Regions from separate parts of the Sus scrofa genome. Here region 2 is linked to region 1. The links are chromatin contacts, called in public Hi-C maps. All regions are on one chromosome and are shown on one strand. The core of a region is the stretch at or near the end of the contact, and the rest is flanking DNA. Distances in the headings are between cores, read along the strand shown. Region 1 holds the start of CEBPE (CCAAT/enhancer-binding protein epsilon). Region 2 overlaps ACIN1 (apoptotic chromatin condensation inducer in the nucleus).

Evidence for each region. Hi-C and Micro-C count contacts between places; a contact is called where the count stands out from the background.
Region 2: a contact with region 1 is called in a Hi-C map of skeletal muscle, with 4 times the contacts expected there. The contact joins the enhancer-like site here to the promoter of CEBPE in region 1. A contact is called at or near these places in 1 of 5 promoter capture datasets (fetal liver), 23 of 47 Hi-C or Micro-C datasets (adipose tissue, alveolar macrophages, blood and 11 more) and 2 of 2 datasets of contacts at active chromatin or transcription factors (alveolar macrophages and skeletal muscle).

The regions. Positions count from the first base shown.
Region 1 is chr7:75,923,683-75,928,735 of Sscrofa11.1, reverse strand. CEBPE (CCAAT/enhancer-binding protein epsilon) reads right to left here and starts at 2,084. Exons shown (of 2, transcript XM_001924414.4): 1 at 53-2,084. The coding sequence starts at 565.
Region 2 is chr7:75,974,707-75,979,759 of Sscrofa11.1, reverse strand. It overlaps ACIN1 (apoptotic chromatin condensation inducer in the nucleus), which reads right to left. Exons shown (of 19, transcript XM_021099243.1): 9 at 265-406. Among named protein-coding and RNA genes, the nearest start is that of CDH24, 15 kb to the left of the region's middle. Within about 2 kb of position 2,374, at least 71 of the 83 cell types and tissues checked have an H3K27ac peak or open chromatin away from gene starts, as enhancers often do. A contact at or near this core is called in adipose tissue, alveolar macrophages, embryonic fibroblasts and 7 more, where this site is marked.

The sequences.
Region 1 (5,053 bases), core at 835-3,334:
CACACAGACCCCAGACCCTGGATGGCGGGGAGGATAAGCGAACGGCTCTTACCTTGAGGACACGTAGGGGCTGGCTGGGTGCTGCCAGGGTCGGGGGCAGGTGCATGGCCGTCTGCCCACAGTGAGCCACTTGGTACTGCAGAGGGTTGTAGCCGCTGCGGCTGGCCCCCCGGCTGCCCTCAGGCCCCCGAGGCTCCTCCTTCACGGCCACGGCGGCTCTGGGGTCGTAGCTCCCCGGGCTGCTGTAGATGCCAGGCCCCAAGGCCTTCCTGTCGGGGCCGAAGGTATGTGGGGGGTAGGCGAAGGGCCGAGGGTCAGGCTGCAGATAGTGGGGGAAGGCAGGGGTTCCGGGGCCCTTCAGGCCTCGGGCCTCAGGTGCTGGCTTCACAGCGAAGAGGTCGGAGAGGAGCTGTTCCTCCCCAGATTCGATGTAGGCAGATAGGTCGATGGAGGCCTCATGCTCACACATGTCCCCTAGCTCCCCAGGCCCCGCTCGGGCCCCCGAGAACTCGAGTGGCTGCTGGCCAGCCCGGGGCTCACACTCGTAGTAGGTCCCGTGGGACATGGCCGGCCCGCCCCCTCAGCTCCCCGCCCCTGGCGGCCTGCTCTTGGGGCGCCCTTTGGGATGCTCGGCTTGCTATCTCCCCCTGCCCTAGATCTGCCCTAGATCTGCCCTCTCTGATCTCCTCTGTCACCCACTCCTGCGTGGCCTCTCCTCCCTCCTCTGCTGTTTCCTTTTCCTTCCTCTGTAGTCAATGCCTCTTTTCTCTTCCCTTTTTTCCCCTCTCTCCCTGGGGTGACTCAGGGAGGGGCAGGGCGCACCCCGGAGGGAGGGATGCAGGCCTTAGAGAAATGGGGGCCCTGGCCTGTTTCGCAGTAGGGGGGCACTCTGGTCAGGCTTGAGCCAGGGTTCTGAGATGCCCAGAAGCTGATGCTTCTGGGAAGAGGCCTCCCCCTCTCATTCGAGTCCGGGAGATTCTGGAATCCCCGTTGAGGGCAACCCCTCACTCTGAGTGTCCTCCTCCCTCCGACTTCCAAAAAGTCCTGTGCAGAATGAGTGCCCCGTCAGAACGAACAGAGAAAACCCTCTCCCAGTGCCGACCCCCAGCCTGATCTGAGCTCCTCCCTTGACACGCCTCCCTCTCAGTCCCCCCCACCTCCCAGGGCTGGGCTCCACCTACCCCCAGGGCCGCTCAGTTCCTTTTGTAGCCCCACCTCTCTGAGCCACTCTCCGGGGTGCAGGCCAAGGGGTGTTGTTTGAGGGGTCTAGGAAGTAGTTATCAGCCTGGGACTAAGCCTTATACGAGGCCCCGTCTCATGATGCAGAGGAGGCTCTTTTGCTAGGTTTTTGCACCGGCTCTGTGCAAGAGCCCAAGCCCTCACGTGTTTCCAGCCTGGGCCAGCGCTAGCAGCCTGGCATGGGCTGTGACTGCCCAGGCTTGGCTGAGGCACCTGCTCAGGGCTTAGGCCCTGTGCTCCAGGGCCCAGCAGGCTGCTGCCCCAGGAACTGGCAGCTACATTCCTCTCGTGGTTCCAGCGTCCGGCCTGCACTGCCAGAGCTTCAGGCTGGCGCTCTGCCCTCCTTGGGTCCTGAGGGCTCTGCCCGCTTCCTGTGCCTGGGCCGCAGGGCTCAGGCGCTCGCTGCAGCTCGGTTTGCTGTTTTTCCTTCTGCATGGCCGTTCTCTGACCTCTATGCGTGTCTCTTGGGTCCACTTCCTCTTGTGAGGGTTGAGAAGCCTTCTCTTTTGTCATCACCTCTTCCTGGGGCTCTGTTTCAGGGTCTCCAGGAGAAGCCCATGGCTCGCTCTGCACTTTTGGTCTCAGGCTGGGCCCCCTCTCTCTTCCCTTTTCTCTTTCCTCTGGGAACTCCCCACTCCCTCCTGTCAGAGGCACTTGCTGTGGCCCTGCTTTTACCTGTTGTATCTGCAAAAGGGACTCTGGGTGCGGTGCAAAGGAAAGGACATGTGGAAATATGTTACTGGATCTTTGTCACCAGCAAATTCTGTCCGTGCCCTGTGGAGGCCAGAAGGTTTAATAAGTCAGGCACACCAAGGGTCAGGCCATAAGGGGGCAAATGCGGAGCAGCTACATGTGGCACTAAATGCTAAAAAAAGTAGGCAGGAATTCCCATTGTGGCTCAGCAGGTTAAGAATCCGACTACTGGAGTTCCTGTCGTGGCGCAGTGGTTAATGAATCCGACTAGGAACCATGAGGTTGTGGGTTCGGTCCCTGCCCTTGCTCAGTGGGTTAACGATCCGGCGTTGCCATGAGCTGTGGTGTAGGTTGCAGACGTGCGTGGCTCGGATCCCACGTTGCTGTGGCTCTGGTGTAGGCCGGTGGCTACAGCTCCGATTGGACCCCTAGCCTGGGAACCTCCATATGGCGTGGGAGCGGCCCAAGAAATAGCAAAAAGACCAAAAAAAAAAAAGAATCCGACTACAGTCCATGAGAATGTGGATTCGATTCTTGGTCTCGCTCAGTGGGTTAAGGATCCAGCATTGCTGTGAACTGTGGTGTAGTTTGCAGATGTGGGTCAGATCTGGTGTCGCTGTGGCTCTGGTGTAGGCCGTCGGCTACAGCTCTGATTAGACCTCTAGCCTGGGAACCTCCATATGCTGTGGGTGTGGCCCTGAAAAACAAAAAGCAAATAAATAAAGATAACGTAGGCAGCCTGAGACAGGGCTCCCTGCAAATCAGGCAAGCTACCCCTCTACTTAGCATCCCCTCCCTCCACCTCCCCCAGGAGCTTGCTTGCTTGCTTGCTTGCTTGCTTTCTCTCTCTCTTTCTTTCTTTTTTCTTTCTTTCTTTTTTTTTTTTTTTTTTTTTTTGTCTTTTTGCCATTTCTTGGGCCACTCCCACAGCAATATGGAGGTTCCCAGGCCAGGGATCCAATCAGAGCTGTAGCCACTGGCCTATGCCACAGCCACAGCAATGCCAGATCTGAGCCGCGTCTGTGACCTACACCACAGCTCATGGCAACAATGGGTCCTTAATCCACTGAGCAAGGCCAGGGATCGAACCCTCGTCCTCATGGATATTTGTCATGTTCGTTAACCACTGAGCCACGACAGGAACTCCCCCAGGAGCTTTCTGTGTACAGTCTGAGGTACTTTCTCTGAAGGTCCCGAGCTGGCATGGGGAGATCTGCTTGCATCCAAGAGACAGAGCTCAGGTACCCAGATGGGGGAGATTTCTGCCTTCTCTCCATTTCAAAGGACCCTGTGACAAACAGGTCTCAGAGCTGAGCTGCTTCAGTTTGGCAGCAGTGTCTCATTTAACCACCAGGTGGTAATATTCGTCCAAAATTCAGGACTTGAGGGGCTGCTGCAGTCAGGAATCAGGTAGCCGGCAGAGGGCAGCTTCCCACAGCCCTGGCAAGGGCCAGACGCCTGGAAGGAGGAAGAGGAAACATGGCTGAGATGGGGCTCGCAGTGCAGTTGCAGGAAGAGCGTGCAGGCAGAGAAGACTGGGGCCAGGCCCTTGTCTTCATGAGGAGAAATGACACCCCAAATAGTGACGATAGTTAAGGCCTTGCCATTTCTGGTGTTATGCTTTTTCGATTACTGAAACATACGCTTTTCCTTGCAGACCATTTGCCTGTGAATTAAATAGGAAAGTAAGCAAGACAGATGGTATTTTTATCCCTGCTTTATAAAGGAGGAAAACAAGGCTGAGAGACTGAGCCGCCCAAGGTCATGCAAGGATGTGGCATCAACCTGAGGAAAGGGTAATAGTCTAGTTCTTGCAACCCCCCAGGGGGTGAAAGGAAGGGGAAAGGGGGAGCTGTGTGACTCAGAGAGCCTTCTTTGACCCCAGTTGGCCACCCTAGGGGGAGGGGGAGACTGCGTCAGGAGCAAGGGAGCAGGCACTGGAGGAAGCAGGAGGTGTGCAAATAGGCCGGCAGGAAATGAAAAAACTCGGGAGCTCAGCCGGCAGCCGTGGGGGAGATAAGTGATCTTGGCTTCTCATCTCCTGGGCTGACGTTGCTGGAGCACCGACAAGCCGTGTTTCCCAGTAACCGGGGTGCTCTGGATGCCTGGGCGGGGGGTGGGGGTGAGGGGCCCGCACCGCAAGGAGGTGGGGAGAGCAGTGCCAGTCAAGGGCTGGGAGATCCTTGGGTTCTGCAGAATTGCTCAGGAGCGGATAGAAGCCCCCCATGGTCATTTGGTCAGCAGGATCATTTTTTTTCCCTGCAACTGCAATTTTTTTCCTTGTGTGCATTAACTGAAACCATGCACCTGTATTATCTTCATGACTTTGTAACAGGTTCAAACACCACCTCCATCACCGAGTCTTTTCCACAAAGAGGCAGCATGGCAGTGACAGGTCAGAGAGAACCGGGCTCAAATCCCCCTCTGTCACCTGCCGCTCGGTGACCTTCAAAGTCTCAAAGTCGTTCAATGAGGTACTGAATCTGACTTGTAAAAAGGCAATAGTAACGCCTACTTTGTTGGTTGTTTAGTTAAACTTGGAATAAGATAATGTAGGGAAAGTAACTGGTCTCAGCCGGTCAGTCTCCTTTCCCGCCTTCCTCTGACTGCCCCCTTCGGGGCTTATCTGTGTCTCCTAAGTGGCATACTATCTGCTGCCTTGCCTGAAGCCTCAATTGGACAAGGCTTTTCTTTCTTTCTCTCTCTTTTTTTTTTTTTTTTGGCTTTTTCGGGCCACACCTGTGGCATACGGTTTCTCAGGCTAGGGGTCGAATCGGAGCTACAGCTGCTGGCCTACACCACAGCCACAGCAACACAGGAACATAGCCACATCTGCGATCTATACCACAGCTCATGGCAATGCCGGATCCTTAACCCATTGAGTGAGGCCAGGGATGGAACCCGAAACCTCATGGCTACTGGTCAGATTTATTTCCACTGCACTACAGTGGGAACCCGAAGGCTCTGGGGACCTGGTGGGTCCAGCCCTGCCTGCAGAAGCTTGTAGCCCAGCGGAGTGGGCTGGATGCACCCTGAGGTGCACGCTTATGTGCTGTGTGCATCGTTTTTTTCTTTCCCCCTCACACCATTTGCTCCTTGAAGGTGGGGCCGGTTACATCTT
Region 2 (5,053 bases), core at 1,125-3,624, 51 kb before region 1:
TTTCCCAGTGATTACAAACTTCCAAGACTCTGCACTGCATTACTTTCCCAACAAGGAAAGGGGAATGAATGAGCCCTGTCCCCATCACAAGGGGTCTCCCTTACTAAACCAGCGAATTCTCCCTTGGCCCTATCCTGATCCAAGTCTTTGCCTAGTCCCTTCTTTAAGCTATCCCACTGTGTAAGAGGGATCACCAGAGTGGTCTACTCTTTCCCCCAGGTCCACTCCTGCCCACCCACCCGAGCAGGTGGCTTGAATATTTACCTCTTTCTTCTCCTCATCCTCTGCACTGCCCTCTGGGCGGTCATCATTGCTGACTTGGTCTGCAATAGGCATGGGGGGCTCTGGAACCTCATTTTCAGGTCTGTTTTCACTTGTGTCCATGGTCACTTCCTCCTTCTCCTCACTGTCAGTATGGGGTGAGGTTGAGAGGGAAGGGCAGGAAAGAACCAAGGGGAAGAGAGAACAAGACGTTAGGTTTTAGGTCAAGGAAACTCCCATGCCTCATCACTTGGGTGGGATTGGGAGGGCTGCTTTTCAGATCAGACTAGAGACCTTGCCCCCATCTTCCTCAGGGAAAGAGCACAGATCACAGCAACCACATCCACTCACTGCCCAGATGGGATAAAGCTGTGGCATGTGGGGTTGGGACTCCAACTGTTCTGAGGTAATTCGCCAGAGTACCCTTATATGAAGAGGAGAGACACATCTCTCCGAAAACAGTCCCTCAGAAGTGACTGTGATTTGCCCACAACCCCAGGGCCTCCCTAGCCCTTGGCCACAGGCACCTTTATTTAACCAAATTGCATGAGAAACTAAGGGAAGTCCGATTCCTTAAAAAGACGAGAAAGAACAACGAGGGCTGTGGCAAATGATCCCAACCTTGTGTTTAATCAACTGCTTAGTAAGTAAAGTCTGCTGACCAACGGGATCTGGACACACCAGGAATGGAGAAATGGTGGGGGCAGGGCTGCAGGGAGAGCAGGGCTGGTGAGGGGGTAAGCTTCAACAAGGACCCTCTCTAATCCAAAAGGAAAAATGAAAACTGCCGGACATAGTATGAAAGCTCAAAGAACCAGACCACTTTTACCTGCTCAGAGGTGTAGGAACTGTTCTTACATTCGGCTTTCGCCCAGTTTCTCCCACTCCCTCATTCCAACTTCCAAAAGATAAAGAGAGCAGGCCTCCCAGTCAGGACACACCCTCCCCCACACCATGCATCTCCCCCCACAAACACCGAACCCACTCCCCTACCCCACTGAATCACACAAGTTAGCTCCCACTGCAGGCAATAGATCCCAGAGGTTCACTTCAGATAAACTACCTTCCCATTTTCTTTTTTTCTGTCTTAACCCCTAACTTCTATCTCCAATCTCACCCCCATTACCATCCAAACACTGTGTGGGGGGATCAAATCAAGATGATCGAGGGCCTAAATCTCAGGAGAGGAGAAACCAAGTCTCCCCAGGTTGATAACTACCAACAGAAAATTTGGCATTCTCGACAGGCTGACTGACACTCAGAGGTCAGAACAGCCTCCCCAGAGCAGGCAGGGAGAGATGCACAGGAAGTGGGGAGGGGAAAATCGGAACTGTGCCCCCAGCTAATAGGCACCCACAGAAACACGAGATTCAACTGCCTAAATCTAAAGAAAAAGCTTATCCAAAAAATACCTATTTCCCACACAGAGAGGGCAAGTGGGGCCAATTAGAAATCAAGCAGGAAGGACAAAGGGGGAAAGCAGAATGATTAAAACAAACCAAAACGAAAGACAGAATGAAAGCCATGGGGAAGAGAAGGGAGATGGGGTGGGCCAGAGCAGTAGGGAAAAGGGATACATGGAAATGTGCAGCTCTCACCCTTCTTTGCTTTCTGATAACATGATTTTTTTTCTCCCCCTGGAAGTGCTGTTTATCCCTTTCTGGAATGGAAGAAATAACAAAAACCAAACAAAAAAATCCCAAAAAATTAAAAAAACAAAACACCTTCCTTGCCCCAAGATCCCACCACCTCCTCCCCAGCCACCCGATCCAGAGAGAGAAAATCAAGATGTAGCAACTGGGGATCCAAAAAACGGTAAATGGAAAGGGAGGTGGTGGTGGTGGTGGTGGTGGTGGTGAGGGGAGGTTAAAATAGATCTGGCTTTTAAGAGATAAGCGTTAAGTCCTCACGGCAAACCCCGAATTCAGCTGGCTTGGTCTCTCCGGAGAAGGAGGAGGAAGAGGGCCAGGCTGCTGGTAGTGGCTGGCTCTATTGTATTGGCGGAGCGGCGGCGATCAGCCGGAGACATGCAGGGGAGCCATCTTGCCACTTACCCAGCAGCCCGTGTGTGCGGATGGGGGAGGGCCCTGCTGCAGCAGGGGAGGGGAAAGAAAAGAGGGAGGCGCTGAGTGAGCAAGGTTCTCAGCCTCTGGCAGGCCGCTCTGAGCTCACTGCTGGCTCATAGGCCTGGCCTTTTTCCTTCTTTTCTCGGGTTACAACCACTGAAGCCTAACCCCACAGGGAGAGGGTACTCTCTCCTTGTTTCCCTGGGGGCGGGTGAGGGGGCTGGGTGGAGAGGACAAAGTTACAGCTGCTTGCTTGGAAGAACCCCGAAAATAGAAGGAAAGGAAACAGCCGAGCTGGGAGTGAGTTTAAAATGCTAAGAAGATAACAAAGGCAAAGTTGGAAAGAGACAGAGTGGAGGGCCATGAGCAATTTTTAATATGCCCACCTTCCTCTATCCAAGAGGGGAGGCACGGAACACTGAAACAAGATCAGCTGCTTCAAGGTGGGGAGGTGGGATGAGATTTGGCACTACCCAATCACCATACAGTAACCGGTTGCTGACCCTGAGCAATGGGAGCAATGGCCACGTGTTCCTACTCCAACCAGTCCTTTCTTTGAGATGGAAGGAGTGGATAAGCAGAGTGCCTTTCAGAATTAGCAGCAGAGGAGGGGAGAGGTGTCTCCAAAGAGATGACAGACAACCTTGTTTCACAGAGTCTTTAATAAGGTCACCCTGCCCCAGGGTCTGCTGGAGCCATAAAGGAAAAGGATAAACAGGGCAAAGGGACCTCGGATAGCTGAAGCACAAAGGCCACTTCTTGGAGCAAGGGCTCCAAAGTGAGGGCTCTGAAGCAGATAAGAAACTGAAGTGAGAGAAGTGCTATTGGGGCTGGGGGTGGGGGGCACGGGGGTTGATCTGGTGGGCAAAAAGTGACTGGGAACTAAATGGAAATTATTAATTACAGGTATCTTCTGACTAAATGTAAAAGGGGAAGCTGACTCTACCCATTCAAAAAAGCACTCCGAGTTTGCCCAAAAATGTTCATTTGTTGGCTGCTTTAGTATCCTAATGCCAGTAAAGGTTTAACACTAATACAAGCTTTAACCAAAAACTTGGTATTATTATTTGTAATACCAGAACTTTTAACCAGGACTGAAGTTTCCTCCCTGCTGCTTAAAATCTTAAATTTACACAACTTCATGCTAAAGGAATCATGTTTATACCTCACATTAAAGTTTCTTTTCACTTAGTGGTCCCTGTCTGCAGAGAGATTGAGAGTTCTGGAGTCAAATTGGTTAGGGCTCAATTCAGGCCCCAGCCCACCCCCACACTAGTGTGATACTGGGTGAGTTCCTGATCCTCTCTGTGTATCAGTTTCTTAATCTGTCAAGTGTGGGTAATAACAGTACTTATCTCATGAAACTGTGTGATAAGGACTGGCTCTGAAGAGTCTGGCTTGGAAGACACCCCAAATCAAGGTAAGGATATGCATAAAACACATGTACATTTAAATAGGCCATTATCTCTTTCGATGCCACCTATGGAGATTTTTTTTTTTTTTTTTTTTTGGAATGTCCTCAAAGAGAAACTGCCTATTCCCTGATGTAAAGGCACTAAATGGTACGACAGGTTCTCAGCCACACCCTCATCACTTATAATAACCCTAGTTTTCTTGCCCCTCACCCCCATGCTGCAGTTTCAAAGACTGCATCCTTTGACCCCTAGCTCAGGGCCTAACACAAAGGAAGGCTCAGTATTTCCCAATTAGGCTGTCACTATGGATACCAAGTGGATACTTAAAAAAAAAAAATTTTTTTTTGTCTTTTTTTGGGGGCCGCACCCCAGGCACATGGAGGTTCCCAGGCTAGGAGTCTAATAGGAGCTGTAGCCGCCGGCCTACACCACAGCAACAGTCAGATCTGAGCTGCGTCTGCAACTTGCACCACAGCTCATGCCAACGCCAGATCCTTAACCCACTGAGCAAAGCCAGGGACTGAACCCGAAACCTCATGGTTCCTAGTCAGATTCAGTTTCTGCTGCACCACGACAAGAACGCCAAGTGGATACTTTAATAAATGGCTGCTAAACTGAAAGTTTTCTCCTTAAGAAGTATCTTTGGATAAAATTCCCAAAGAGACTGTTACCCTATAAAGAAACGTTACCTTCAAATATCCTCAAGTATGTATTCCCTGTCTATCAACTATCCTAAAGTGCTTTCAGTGACCAATATGCCTCTCCAAAAGTGGCTTCCTTAGAGGAAGAATTTTCTTTTAATGGAAATATTTTTTTCAAGAATAAGAATTTTACATTACCCTTGACCATCTTAAGACACAATAAGTTTGTGCTATCTATTTCCCCACAATTAAATCTGTGGGATCTAAGAATTCCTAAGACTTTATTTTCATAAGAAAAAGAGGAAGCCCAAAATTGTCCCAAAAGGTTACTCAATCTATTTGCAGGACCAGTCCCAAAGCCTTGTTAGCTATATGTCAGAGCTTTTCTTTGTAATTCCTTTTAGAAAAAAGGCAACTCTCTTCCCACTATTTAAGTTCTTGTACAAATGTTTCTGGTATCTTTGAAAAATAGGTAAAATTGCATGGGGATTAGGGTTGGGTGATATCTACTCATAATTAAACAGCACACAAAACATCTACAGCTCAGAAGAACTACTTCGAGGCTAATAACACCATATTACAGTTCATATCTGAATACAAATGAGATTCAGAGAAACAAATGGAAAGGAAATTTCTGTAGACATTTAGGTTTGAACCGTAGTTGTTATAG